Regions from separate parts of the Mus musculus genome. Here region 1 is linked to region 2. Evidence: chromatin contacts called from public promoter capture Hi-C data. All regions are on one chromosome and are shown on one strand. The core of a region is the stretch at or near the end of the contact, and the rest is flanking DNA. Distances in the headings are between cores, read along the strand shown.

Region 1 (6,504 bases), core at 1,984-4,483, 600 kb before region 2:
CAAATAGCGTGCTGTAAGCCACAGAAACAGTTTCAAAGTAACGAAGGGTCAGTTCTTATTACTGACCAGCATATCTCATGAGTAAAGATAAACTTCCTTCAATTCAGAGTCACTTCAGAGCACAGTAAGGACTAACATGCTGACCTATTAAATAGCACTTTTTAAGACTCATTGCAATGCTTTTTTTTTTCTTTTTTTGATGTTTTAAGTAAAAAGATTAAAAGATAGACAACAATATACTTGGATAGTTGGATAACTGTGACAAACTATATTTGGCATATATGTGCTATTATTAACCGGATAAACAGCAATGCTGTAATAAATCTGAAAGCCAATCATGGTGGCTCATGCCTGAAATCCCAGCAGTCAGAAAGCTAAGAGGTAAGACACAGACTTCAGGACCAGCCTGGGCTACAGTGTGAGACCTTCTCTCAGGAAGACAAAATAATAACAACAACAGCAATGATAATAATACTAAATTTTTAAATATGCCATATTTAAAGGGATTGCGCCTTTGTATTTCTATCAGATTAGAAACCAACTTCTCCCCGTTGTTTGTATAAATCATCATTTAAAAATCAAAAACTCAACTGATTTGAAATTAGCATAGGGTTGACAGGCGTGAGTGAAACACAAAAGCCACTGCAAGACCATTTTCCAATACTATACTCAGGCGGGACTATACTTAGGCTGTACCCCCACCCAAGCGTGTTGTTTAGAAAGAATGGCTTAAAGTTCCAGGAAGTGTTGAGCTGTTAGACTTGCACACCATAGGATCCCTGTACAGTTCCTAAAATCAAAGCTGAAGGCAGATGATACATGTGCCCACAAAAAAGTCTATTATAGATTTATGTTATTAATTTTCAAAATCAGAGCAACTGGCAATGAAAGTTTACAGGTAGGTGCCATGTAGGGTATCGATGCAAAAGGAAGACTGTAGTTCCCAATAGCAAAACAATAAGATTCCCCACTTCCCATTTCCCTTCTATACAATCAGTAACAAGAGTACAAAATGAAAAAAATAATAAATAAAAATCTGATTTTCTTAAATAACAGGCAAAAGGATGCAACTCTTCATCCTACTGTTACCCCGATGTGAACACTGCTCAACCTCCTTGCATGAACCCACACTCCACTTTATCTAACCACTCCTGGGGTATGCCTACACGCCTAGAGGATGTCTAGCGACCAAGCAAGCGATTCCTAACAGAAGATACTCCAAGGCCAAGCCTTCCATGAGCAAGCAGCAGGGGCTTAGGCACCTGTCTCCTCAAAAAAGTACTCATTCATGAGCAGAAACACACAGCTAACCAGAGTCCATTGAATAGACACGTCCAGTTTCCACCATCCTTACAATCAACCCTAAAAGTTTCTAAAACTAGATAATAAAGTGTCTCTAATAGTGCCATCCTCTGGTTAAAATTGCTGTGATTAAACACCAGGACCCACACACACAGCAACTTGGGGAGGGGGGGGGGGAAAGACGACAAGGGAGGACTTATTTAGCTTACACTTCCACACCACAGTTCATCATTAAAGGAAGTCAGGACAGGAACTCATACAAGACAAGAACTCAAACAAGGCAGGAATCTGGAGGCAAGTGCTAAATGAGAGACCATGGAGGGGTGCTAGTTACTGGGTTGCACCCCAGGACTTGCTCAACCTGCTTCCTTATTTAACCTCAGGACCACCAGCCTAGGGATGGCAACACCCACAATGGGCTGGGCCCTCCAATATCAACCATTAAGAATGTTCTACGGGCTTACCTACAGTCTGATCTTGTGGAGGCATTATTGAGGTTCCCGCCTCTCTGATGACTCTAGCCTGTGTCAAATTAACATAAAACTACCTACTTTTTCTTCAATGTGGTTTCATTTCTAAATTAATGAAAATTCCTCTTAAGTTCAATTTTTTTAAAAGAACGTAGCGCCTCCATCTGCCCCCTCCAGTCCTTAAAAAAACCTTTGCCTCTGACGTACCAGGATGGCACACCTTTAATAATCAAATCGGTATCTGAAAGGTTATCTATGAAAATACAGAGAGATGGCATATATAACTACACAACTCAACTGCAATAGCAGATGTCTGAGAAGAGGCTCATCACTAGGCGGCTTCCGATGTGACCAAAGGGGGGCTGCACACCAATCCTGTGCAGCGTTCGTTTGTAAGGAAAGAACGGTAAGCAGTGGAGGAGAGCAGAAGACAAGCACCTTCACCACACACACACACACACACACACACACACACACACACACAGAGAGAGAGAGAGAGAGAAGAGAGCAGGGCTGAGCGACAAGATGACATGAGTTGTGCATTTAAGGCTAACGAGGCGCTTGGGACCCCGTAATCAGCAAAGAGCAAAGCACGGGGCAGATGGCAGTCCCCAGTCGGACCAATAGGCACAATGCTAAAACAGGTTTCTGCCTCCATGCAAAGCTTCTGCTCAGGGCTTGGCACCTGCTAGGCCTCTGGGTCCCCTGCCTCCCACGCCCCGCCCCCGCGTGCTGGGCCTCCCAACTCCGGGGGGAGGGGGCGGCGGAGCTCGGCTATACCAGGTGTAGTCGTCCTCCTCGCTCCAGGCGGCCAAGCTCTCCAGGTCCAGCGGCTCCACCTCGTCCAGCAGCGTTGGAGGCGGCAACGGCGGCGTGGCGGCTTCCCCCGGCGGGGTCCCTGCGGTCCCCGGTTCCGGGCTGCCACCTCCGCCGAAGAAGCCCGCCGCCGGCTTGGAGTAGACGAAGGGCGCGTCAGCCGGCTGCAGGCTGCAGAGCAGGGAGGGCGCGGGGCTGGGCAAGCAGTAGGTGCCCGGGAACGCGGGGCCCAGCGCCCCCGGGCCCGGGGAGGTCGTGCTGGCCGGGGCCCTGTGCGTGGCGAGCGGGCTGCAGGCCCCGGCTGGCGGCGGGGCGGAGGGCGGCGGCGGCTGCAGCAGCAGCAGGTGCGGGGCGGCGGCCGCACTGGCCGCCCGGCTGCGCAGCTGCTCGTTCTGCTTCTCCAGCTTGCGCACCAGCTCCTGCAGCTTCTTCACCTCCAGCTCGGCGTTCACCACCGGCCCCGGGCCGGCGCCGGAGGCCGCCACCGGCGAGGCGCATTTCACCTGCTCCGCCATCATCGCGGGAGCCCCGAGCGCCGCGGCGAGGAGGCTACGCGGGCCCAGCTCGCGCAGCCTACCAGCATCAGCACCAGGGCCCAGCCTCCGGCCGAGGAAGAAGCAGCCGCGCAGCTCTGCACCGTGCTCTGCTCTAGCGGCTCCGGGTTTTAGCCGAGGCCCCGGGACGGGGCGGGGCGCGAGGGGCGGAGCTTCTGGTGATGGATGTGTCGTGGGGGCGGGACCTGCGGCGGGGACCCTCCCTGGGCATCCGTCTGCACCCACACCACCTAACCTCAGGTGCCTGATTGGACCTGGCCTGAACTTCCCGCCGCTCGCACTTCTTCCGCTTTGGGCGAGAGAACCCCACTTCTAGGACTACAGCCAGGGGCGGGATCTAAAGAAGTAGCAGGTGTCTGTGGCAGGGGAAAAACGTACCCAGGGCCAATGGCTAGCCCTCTTACAAGAGCACTTTTAGACTTCAGGGTATTGCCACCTGCTAATGAAACCTCGTGAAAAAAGGTCTGGGGAACATGATGCTCACCCCCCCCCCAAAAAAGCAACAACAGATGCTTTGGGTCTGTTTGAAAAGATGCGGCTAAGGGTAGTATTAAGTAGCACAGAAACAAAATGGTGGGATAGGAGAGAATAAGGAGGGAAAGTGAGAAATCCCAGTCTCTATGAGGGAGGATGGCCAGCTGCTGAAGAGTCAGGCGTTCACTTCAGTCTATCTAAAATAGCCATATATGAACTATCCCCACCAGTCTTTCACCATGAAAGGAGAGTTGGGTTTTCATGCTCTTTTATATTAGACAAAAGATCTTTGAGCATCTCCTGCATGCTCCACTGTGTTCTAAACGCTGGCTTTTTGAGCAAGTGAACAACAGGCATCAGTGATTGCAAATACAAGCAAAATTGTGCACCATCTGTTAAATCATTTACACTATTAAAGTCACACGTGCCTGAGCGAAAAGAGGAAAGGTATAACATTCCCTGCTTTTTTGTTGTTTGTTGGTTTGCTTGTTTGGTTTTTTTTTTTTTTTTGGGGGGGGGGATTCTTGGAAACCATGCTTTTTATTTTTTCAACAAAAATGCTTTTACGCAGATGAACCGATCGTTTTGTTCAGTTAATGTTGACTTAGCATTTTGTGGGTTTAACACAAAGGAAAGCCTGCCGTTATAGTGCGAGAACAATCCACACCGCTGATTTTCATCCTCAGACGGTGTACTAGCTTGTGAAGGGCCTCGCTCAGGCACTGTACACATGACGTCAATGAAAACATACCGCACATCTCTGTGGCAGCGCTAGGATGTTGCCTCTAATCTTTTAAAATTTGATCCTGTGCCTTGCTGCTCAGAAACACTTGTGTCTTCTCACTTGGCAAGCTACAGCTCTAAACTTGGGTGTATGTGCAAAGGTGGGTGTCCTGAATTTAACTCGGCTGGAGAGAGCTTCTGGAAGTTAGTGTATGCTAACTTCCCTGAAGTTACCTTCCACACAGAGCCCCGCTGGCCATCTGACCCCAACCACCTGTATCTCCCACCACCTTTCCAAGTTTCCTTTTTTTGGGCCTGTTGGTTATTACTAAAACCTGGAGAAGTGGAGTACTACTGCTGAAACTCCTAAGTGAAGAATCTATTGAAAGATTTTCCCCGCATGCTCAGTGGCAGATGCGGGCAGCAGTATCCCTGAAACACAAAGAAAGGGAGAGGACAGGCACAAAGAGAACAAAGAGCTGCTGAGTGCCACATCAGTGAAAGAAATTAGGGATCAGCACATAACAGTTTAAACAACAAGAGTTAACAAGTAAAGAGAAGCAGTCATTTCTACTACAGCATTCATATACTCTAAAGAAGCAGAGAACTAAGCACTCATCCCCTCCTGCATTTGCTCTTTCTGATCTACACTGTAGAACTATTTTTTAAGTAACAATTATTGTAAAAATTTGTGACTGTTTACAAAAAGAAAAAAAAAAAGCATACCTGAGCATTTAAGCCCCAGAAAATATAGGAAGCACTGTTTGGGGTTGCAGCAGGCATGGTCTCTCCTTGCTTTTAAAAAGCAAAATAATTTCTGCTCAAGAGAAATGTTAGGGTTTTTTTTTTTCCCTGTGAAAGCTCTTTTCTTCCCTTCAGAGAGCTGTGCATGTGTGCGTGCTAATGGCACTCAAAATGCACACTGATTTTAAGTTGGTATCCCCAGGGTGCCCATCTCCTTAACACATAATTGAAGAGGTTGGTAGTGTCAAGGTTTTAATTAAGCAGTCTTAGTTTTTTTTATTTTGATGCAAATTTCAAGCTGTGTTCTCTGAAATCAAGTGCATAGGTAGTGTCTCAATTTATTTAGTATTTAAAATTTAGTATTTTAAATGAAACGAAGAGGTGATTTCAGAATGTACAAAGTCTATTGACATAAAAATGCATGTCTCACTAAAACCTTTGTGGGAAGCATCCATATATCACACACTCAAAACTGCATCAAGAAATTCATGTTTTCCAATAGTCCTTTTTCCTTACGCTTTAAAAATCACACACTGTTTCTGAAGTTACTTTTAAAAACCTAAAATTAACGTAGTCACCTATATCTGTCACCTGTCAATTCAATCACTTTCCTGACAACAAAACTGCACAAATACTATGTGCCGGCTACTTTATGTCAATTCAACACAAGCTAGAGTCATTGAGGAAAATAGGAAGATTAACTGAGAAAATGCCAGTGTATGACTGGGCTGCAGAGAAGCCTGTAGCCTTCTTCTTAGAAGTCGATGTGGGAGGGCCCAGCCCTGGTGGTCCAGGTTCCTATAAGAAAGCAGGCTGAGTGGACCAGAGGAAGCATAGCCAATAAGCAGCACTCCTCCATGGCTCCTGACTGCCTTTGATGATGAACAATGATATAGAAGTGCCGAATAAACCCTTCCTCCCCAAGTTGCTTCGGTCATGGTTTTCATCACATCAGTAGGAACTCTAACTGAAACATACCATAATATCCTCTTGGGCATATGAATAGAAAGAAGTCTCTTAAGAAATCTAGAGACACCCTGCCTGTTGTTATCCTAGTTTTACACAAGAGCCAGGCTAGGTTACCTGCCCAAGTCTAGACATAAAAACAACAGCAGTTCTGAGCACTTGCCCCTGGCCCGATGACTCTCCTCTTTCTCCTGCAGAAATGCACAACTGTGGATCCAGTTACCCCAAGACGTAAAAATTCACCTAATATGTAAATCGAGATCAAGGATCTCCACCTGTATCTTCAGTGTGATTCAGAGGCCAGTGCTTCTGTGAGCCTGCCTCTTACTGGAAGTGCCTGCTCTCCACAGAGGAGAGAGTGGAATGTGCTCATGTGCTCTCTCGGTGCCTCAAGGGGCGGCAAGCACATGACAGAGAAAGATTGAAACACAACAAGATGAATAGGTAAATTCTCA
Region 2 (6,484 bases), core at 921-3,420:
AAGAAACCTGCTTGATGTAATTAAGTTTCCTTTCTACAAAGCAATGCACACTAGGTACATACCTCGTTAGGCATGAGGAGTTGGAAATACACAATAATGAAGTTCTTTGCCCAGTCACACTGATAATGCAGGCTGCTTGGCAGATGATGTCAACAAAGCGTGATGGGAACACAGACAGAGGGGAAGATAGGACAACTGTCCATGAAGTGAGGACATCTGGACGGGAAGTGCGTTCAGATTACTGAGCACTGGCCTTCCTGAGTTGTGTCAGGTACGGTAATGAGTGTTTCAAGTAGATAGTGCATTGTAACTCACAGCGATGTGAAAATATGCAAGCTGGTAAGCACATGACAACAGAGGTGACGGGTAACAGTGAAGGGAAGGCTAGACCGAGGTGGGAGGAGGAAGGAAGGACATTGTGGTTTGTGGCCATCACTTGTAGAAGGTGATCAAACCAGACACAAGCCCTCACGGCAAGAGGATTAGCATCTCCTGCCACTAGCAGAGGACTTAGCGATTCCTTTAATTATCAAGCTCTTCAATCCACAGGTAATAATTTTGATTCTGTGTCCCTTCACAGGAAAATATGATTTAAAAATAGCCAACTGGAAGGGGCTTCCACCACATACCTGACTTGGAGTTCCTTAGTGAACTATTAAGTAATTTTCCTTTCCACATTTGATAATCACATTATTGCCTAACTTCCTCTCCATCTCTGACTGTAACATTGCCCATTTACAAATAATAGCTAGAAGACGTGTCAGATTGGAGAATCTGAAGGGTCTAAAGTCTCTCACGATGGACTTACTGCCAAAGTAGAGACAGAGACTAGAACCCTCATCTACAGGAAAATCTTCCACCTTCTACCCACCAGCCCTTTTTTCTCTTCTTTTCTTTTTCTTTCTGAGGCAGGGTCTTTCTGTGTGGCCCTGGCTAAACTGGACTCACTATGTAGCTCAGGCTGGCTTTGAACTTTGGACAATTCTCCTGTCTCAGCCATAGCCCTATCCTTAGAGTCTTCAGATTTATAGGTCATATAACGACTGTCATTTTCAAGAGAATGGAACATTTGTTACATTTGTAAAACTTTGACAGAAAAACCAAGAGAGCTTGCAGTAGGAGAAAGCGGGAGCCGAGCCAGCCTGGAGAGCAAACAGATATTGCTGTGGATGTTTCTGTTTAGGGCCGAGGAAGACAATGATGCTGTTTTTCCTACTGGTAAGTATTTTGACAAGCATTTTATATGCAGAAGAGGAGGGAAGGAGGGAAAAGAATGGACTCAATAATAATCAGCTGGCTTGATTTCCAAGTACCAGTTAAACATTTGATGAATAGCAGATGAGGAACAGCAGCATAGATCTCAAGGCATCGGGCTGGCACTGCTTATGTGATTTACGACAGACCACTGGGCTCCCCTGACCTGATAGTGCTGAACACGATCTGAGAGCCAAAGAACAAGCCGCCCTCCCTGACCATGGAGGGAGAGATCATAAGGGGGACAATAGCTCCACTCAGATTCCTGTGAGTCATCCTTCATCTACAAGTCAAATGTCTTGCTGGCGTGCTTGACTTTATAGGGGCACTTGTCTATCTTTTTAGTAAGCTCCTGTGACTAATGTATAGATTAAAGCGGAGTATGGAGTCATTCGTTTTATAATAAGTGTCAGGAGCCCTGGCAAGTTCCCTGTGCACTGTTCTCTAAACTGCCAAACCAGTAAATGAGGCCATCCAACTTAAAAAACCTGCCAGGGGACTACAGGGTACATGAGAGCAAATAGATAATTACAGATGTGCCCCTGTGCTCCCATCACAGATGTGCTCCTGTCCCACAGAGGACACACACAAAACCAAGAGGTGGAGGTTCAGTGAACTTACCAGGCCTAACTCTCTTGCTAGGAGGAAGCAATGGGATCATGGGCATTGTCTGTCAAATACTGATGAAAGCCAACAGATAGCTAAATCAGGCAGCTCAGAGACCATAAGCAAAGCTAAGATGTCCTTTCTGCAGCAGAGCAGATAGCTAGCAAAAGACCAACTGATTGAGAAAGGAAGAATCAAGCCAGGAAGGCAGTTTAGGCAAGCGCCATCAAGTGCTACGATACCTTGAGCATCATGTTGCTCTGGAGGGTAACTGGCTCAGGAGTGGATGGCAGGAGTAGTTGCTGGCTGGGGGCCTTTAGTGGACGTGTGCCTTTATACACAGTCACTCCCTCCAGGTCTGTCCCTTTCACTTTTGTTTCAACCATGGAATTTCCACCATTTCAACACCTCCCCAATGACCTCACTTAAACTTCCTTTGTTGTGTTGTGTAGAGCTCCCTTATAGATGTAGGGCTGATGAGAGGAGGTGTTACAGCGGCCATAATCTGATGATTCCTCACAGACATAAGAAAAACTAAGTTATAATTACAGAGGGATGGCCTGTCCCAGCTAGGGGCCATAGGTGAGAAGAGTGCACACTCTCTTTACTGGGCATCCCACTCTTGAAGACTTATCACAAGGAAATAGCAAGACTATGACAGAGGAAGAAAAGCCCCCAGATCTGGAAAGGCAAGGAGTCACTCAGAGCAGCCTTCTCACAGACAGCCCATTGTCACCAACCAACCATGAAACAGCTTCTGGGAATGATGAAAAAAACAAAAAACAAAAACCCTGACTGGTTCTTATTGGACTTAGAGCCTGCTTACCAGAAGGAAATCCATGACTGGTACTGTGAACAAAGCCACCAATCACATCATAATTTCAGAGGCGATAACCCAGAGGTAACTAACGAAGTCACTAAATGTGCCATAACCTAAAGGTTATGAATCCTAGAGGAGAGCCTACCACTGCCAGTTCCCTAAACCTAGCTGCATTCTAAATACTTACTCACGCACAGATAAGTGTAGCTCTGCCCCTCATCAACGATGCTTCTTTTTATTGTAGATGGAGACGACTACTACAACTATCTATAACGAGTAAGTGAGCATGGGTGCCCAGACCTAACTGATATACCAACAATGAAACCCCTACACCTAAGGCTCAGAGACAGTTGAGAAAGTACGTGTACATATGTGTGCACACGTGTGTGTGTGTGTGTGTGTGTGTGTGTGTGTGTGTGATAACTAAAGAAGAGGCCATGAATTTGTGAGGAATGGTGGCCAGAGTTAAAAGAAGAGAAGGAGGAGGGGTGGAAATGTTGTAAATACATAAATAAATAAATTAAAATCTCAAAAAATTAATTAAAAATATCTAAATACACACCACACAGACACATGTACACACACACACACACACACACACACACACACACACACACACATGCCAAGTACACACATTTGGCTAATCAGAGACCACCTGGTTGAGTGTAATAGAGGAGAACTCTGGAAAATCATCCTTCACAGATTATTCCTTGGAGAAGAGAGAGAGAGAGAGAGAGAGAGAGAGAGAGAGAGAGAGAGAGAGAGAGAGAGAGAGAGAGAGAAAGAAGGAGGAGGAGGAAGAGGAGGAGGAGGAGGAGGAGGAGGAGGAGGAGGAGGAGGAGGAGGAGGACTTCAGAACCAGGCACCCAGGCAGGCAGGATTCTGACTCTCTGAAGTCTTCTGGTTCTGACCTGTGTCCTGGCCCTCACATGTTCCCCTTTTTTGCAGAAGAAGAGGCCTAAAGATGAAGTCCTGCTCTCAGCTGGATCCCTGTCTGACCAGGAGCTTGGCTCCCAGACTTTCTCCTGAGAAAGAAGAATGCCTTTAAGTTTTCAGAGAGGAGACAGACTAGTTAAGAGTCTTGCCACACTGGAGGCTTCTGTCCCGGGCAGAGAATGTGCTCAGAGCAGTCTACAGGCTCTTTCTGCAGCTGCAGGTTGGGGGACTCATCTTCCTTCAGTCCACAAAGCTTCATATTTTGAATTCAGAAGGTAATTCATTCATGCAACTACTTGGACTACCCAAGATTCATTGCTTCAGAGACTTGCAGAGATTTGCAACTCAAGCCTTCAAGACCTGCCAGAGACAGGAGGTATGCTAGGCTTGTTACCCCTGTCAATGATCACTCTGCAGAATTGTTCTGCCAGGGATTGCTATTGGCTAGCACTCCAAAGCCCCTAACAGCGTTCAAACTGTAATACTTACCAACAGTTTTTGTGTGTCCCCCTGAAGCCTGGTGAGATCACAGGGCTGTAACACTTGTAACTTATGGGCTAGGCACCCTGAGGCCTGTTGAGGACATGCAACTGTAACTCCCACAATCTTTCTTAATTTGTACCCTGAAGACTGCTGAGAGCATAGAGCTGCAGCCCTGACACTGAATCTTGGTTGGCATCCTGCCACTGGCAAGGATCTCAGAGGATGTGTTTGAGTCTTGACTGTCCTCTTTGAATTGTTTCAACGTGGCAAATATGGTTTTCTAAATTTCCCTTTGCTGTCTACTGACTTCATTATTGGAAGATGTGCAAGAACCTGATACCGGAGAATTAACTATCTCAACTGTTAACTGGCTGGGAATTCAACAAAAATTCAATGGTGGGAGCCTATGGGAAGTCAACAGGAATCACTGCAATCAATAGAACAGTTTTGGAATGCCGAGGGAGAGATGGACTTTGTCATGCTTCTGTTGTTCAGAGCATCCACGCTTTATGCTTCATTGTACCTCTTTGGAGCAAAATACCAGGACTCTGTAAGCAGTTTTAAAGTGAATGGCACAGCTGCCAGTTTCCGGTGTCAGATGTCAGTCTGATCAATTCCCCTGCTAGGAATATTGATCTTGTTTCTCTTGAGTTTCCTTTCATAGATATCTGCTACCCATCATGAAGGGCTATGGTAAGGTTCTGAAGGAACTGGAGTTTTCTGGTATGAGTGACACCAGGCTGTTACTAGGAGGAGTCCTGACCAAACAGGTGTTGGGCACAGACCCTTGCATTTTATTTTCTTCTGTCTTTCTTCCAAATGGCACATGGCCAAAATCTTTTGTCTTGTGGACCTCTTGGTTGCTGGATGTCACACCTGATGCTGAAGGCACTAGGGACATGGGGACATTACAAGCTGTGCACATACAAGGGGTTTCCCATTGAAAGCTGATGAGTCTGCTGGAAGAGAGATTTCCTGGTGAGCTTGGCACAGAGTTTTACAGCAGGTTTGGGCATCACACAATGATGATGTAAACTCATCCTGTTTTCTTGAGGGAGGTAAGAGGCCTTCCTCTCAGGGGTATCCAGGTTGGTCTCATTGTATTGTTCTGTGCAACCTGAGGCCATGGAGACAATGAAGGACAGCAGCTAGGAGGATACATGGTCTTGAATGCCTTCTTCAGGAATCAGAATAATTGATTATTCACCATGAAGATGGGTTAGTCTGGAACCCTAACAAGAGTGGGCAAGCTAAACATTCCCAAGGGGTTGTAATATTTCCCATTGCTCTTCTTCAGGTTCACTTTTCAAATATCTAAAGTGTTTTTGTGATTAACTTGGGTAAAATTTGTTGACTTGAATTTGTTATCTCTCTCAGTTGGTGATATTTTCCTGGAAACATGTTTCAGATGAGTGTAAAGGCTCTCCTGTGGGATTGTTGTATAGTAGTTAAGAGATGGTAGAGCCCATGTGTGCATTGGGGTGGGATCTCAGTGGTGTTTCCTCAGGGAGGCATCAACATTGGTCAATAGGCTTTTTGATAATTCTAGGAGAGGTTCTGTATGAGGGCATTCTTTCCTGGAAAGAAAGAACACAACGAGGAGTACAGGCCTCTATGTTCCCATTGTCAACTCCTCCAATAGATTAATAGGTTTCTCTTAATCTTCCCTTCTAACTAAGAAATGGGGCTCCCTCACATACAATAGGCTACCCCATGACAAAACATAATCTTTTAACTACTTGTGAAACTGAACATTAAGAAACCAGAGCTTTTTTTGCTGTTGTCCAGGCTTTGTTTAAATGTTGCATGGAAGTTCAAACTCAAAGACTGGTGACAGTGTCCTTTTGAGTATTTAACTACCAAAGTCTGGAGACCTAAGAGGGCAGAGGGATTAACATGGCAGTCAATTCTTGGTGCTTGCTCTTCAAGAACAACTAGGAACCAGGGACCAATGGCATCCTTTTGAAAGACTCCTATTCTGATACATTTCCTGTCCTTTTCATGAGAGAGGCCATGAAGAATCCCAAGACTGGACTCTAACCAATGCACATCCTGCAGAGAGGGAAGTCAATGAAGAAGGATGTTCTCTATGTTTCCGAAGAAAGTCGCTTCTGAAGAAAGTTGTATAGAGGACCATGACTCATCCCAGCAGATGGTGTACTTGGGAAAAGAACAATGAAGTCACTCCCGGGTCCTTGAAAACAACTCTTATTAGATTTTTTAAAAATTGGTTTTGGGCCTGGCGGTCGTGGCACACGCCTTTAATTCCAGCACTTGGGAGGCAGAGGCAGGTGGATTTCTGAGTTCAAGGCCAACCTGGTCTACAAAGTGAGTTCCAGGACAGCGAGGGCTATACAGAGAAACCCTGTCTCAAACAAAACAAAA

Evidence for each region. Promoter capture Hi-C pulls out the DNA fragments that hold promoters and counts their contacts.
Region 1: a contact with region 2 is called in a promoter capture Hi-C map of pre-B cells. The contact joins the promoter of Slain1 here to the promoter of Acod1 in region 2. A contact is called at or near these places in 3 of 39 promoter capture datasets (the C10 cell line, frontonasal cranial neural crest and pre-B cells), 1 of 15 datasets of contacts at CTCF or cohesin (large pre-B cells), 1 of 484 Hi-C or Micro-C datasets (B cells), 5 of 115 datasets of contacts at active chromatin or transcription factors (craniofacial prominence, double positive thymocytes, effector CD8 T cells and 2 more) and 1 of 9 other capture datasets (liver).

Annotation. Positions count from the first base shown.
Region 1 is chr14:103,646,957-103,653,460 of GRCm38.p6, reverse strand. It overlaps Slain1 (SLAIN motif family, member 1), which reads right to left and starts at 3,233. Exons shown (of 7, transcript NM_198014.3): 1 at 2,553-3,233. The coding sequence starts at 3,106.
Region 2 is chr14:103,042,698-103,049,181 of GRCm38.p6, reverse strand. It overlaps Acod1 (aconitate decarboxylase 1), which reads right to left and starts at 2,170. Exons shown (of 5, transcript NM_008392.1): 1 at 2,103-2,170. The coding sequence starts at 2,114. It overlaps Gm41235 (predicted gene, 41235), which reads left to right and starts at 442. Exons shown (of 4, transcript NR_168885.1): 1 at 442-549; 2 at 1,096-1,218; 3 at 2,925-2,956; 4 at 3,629-6,484.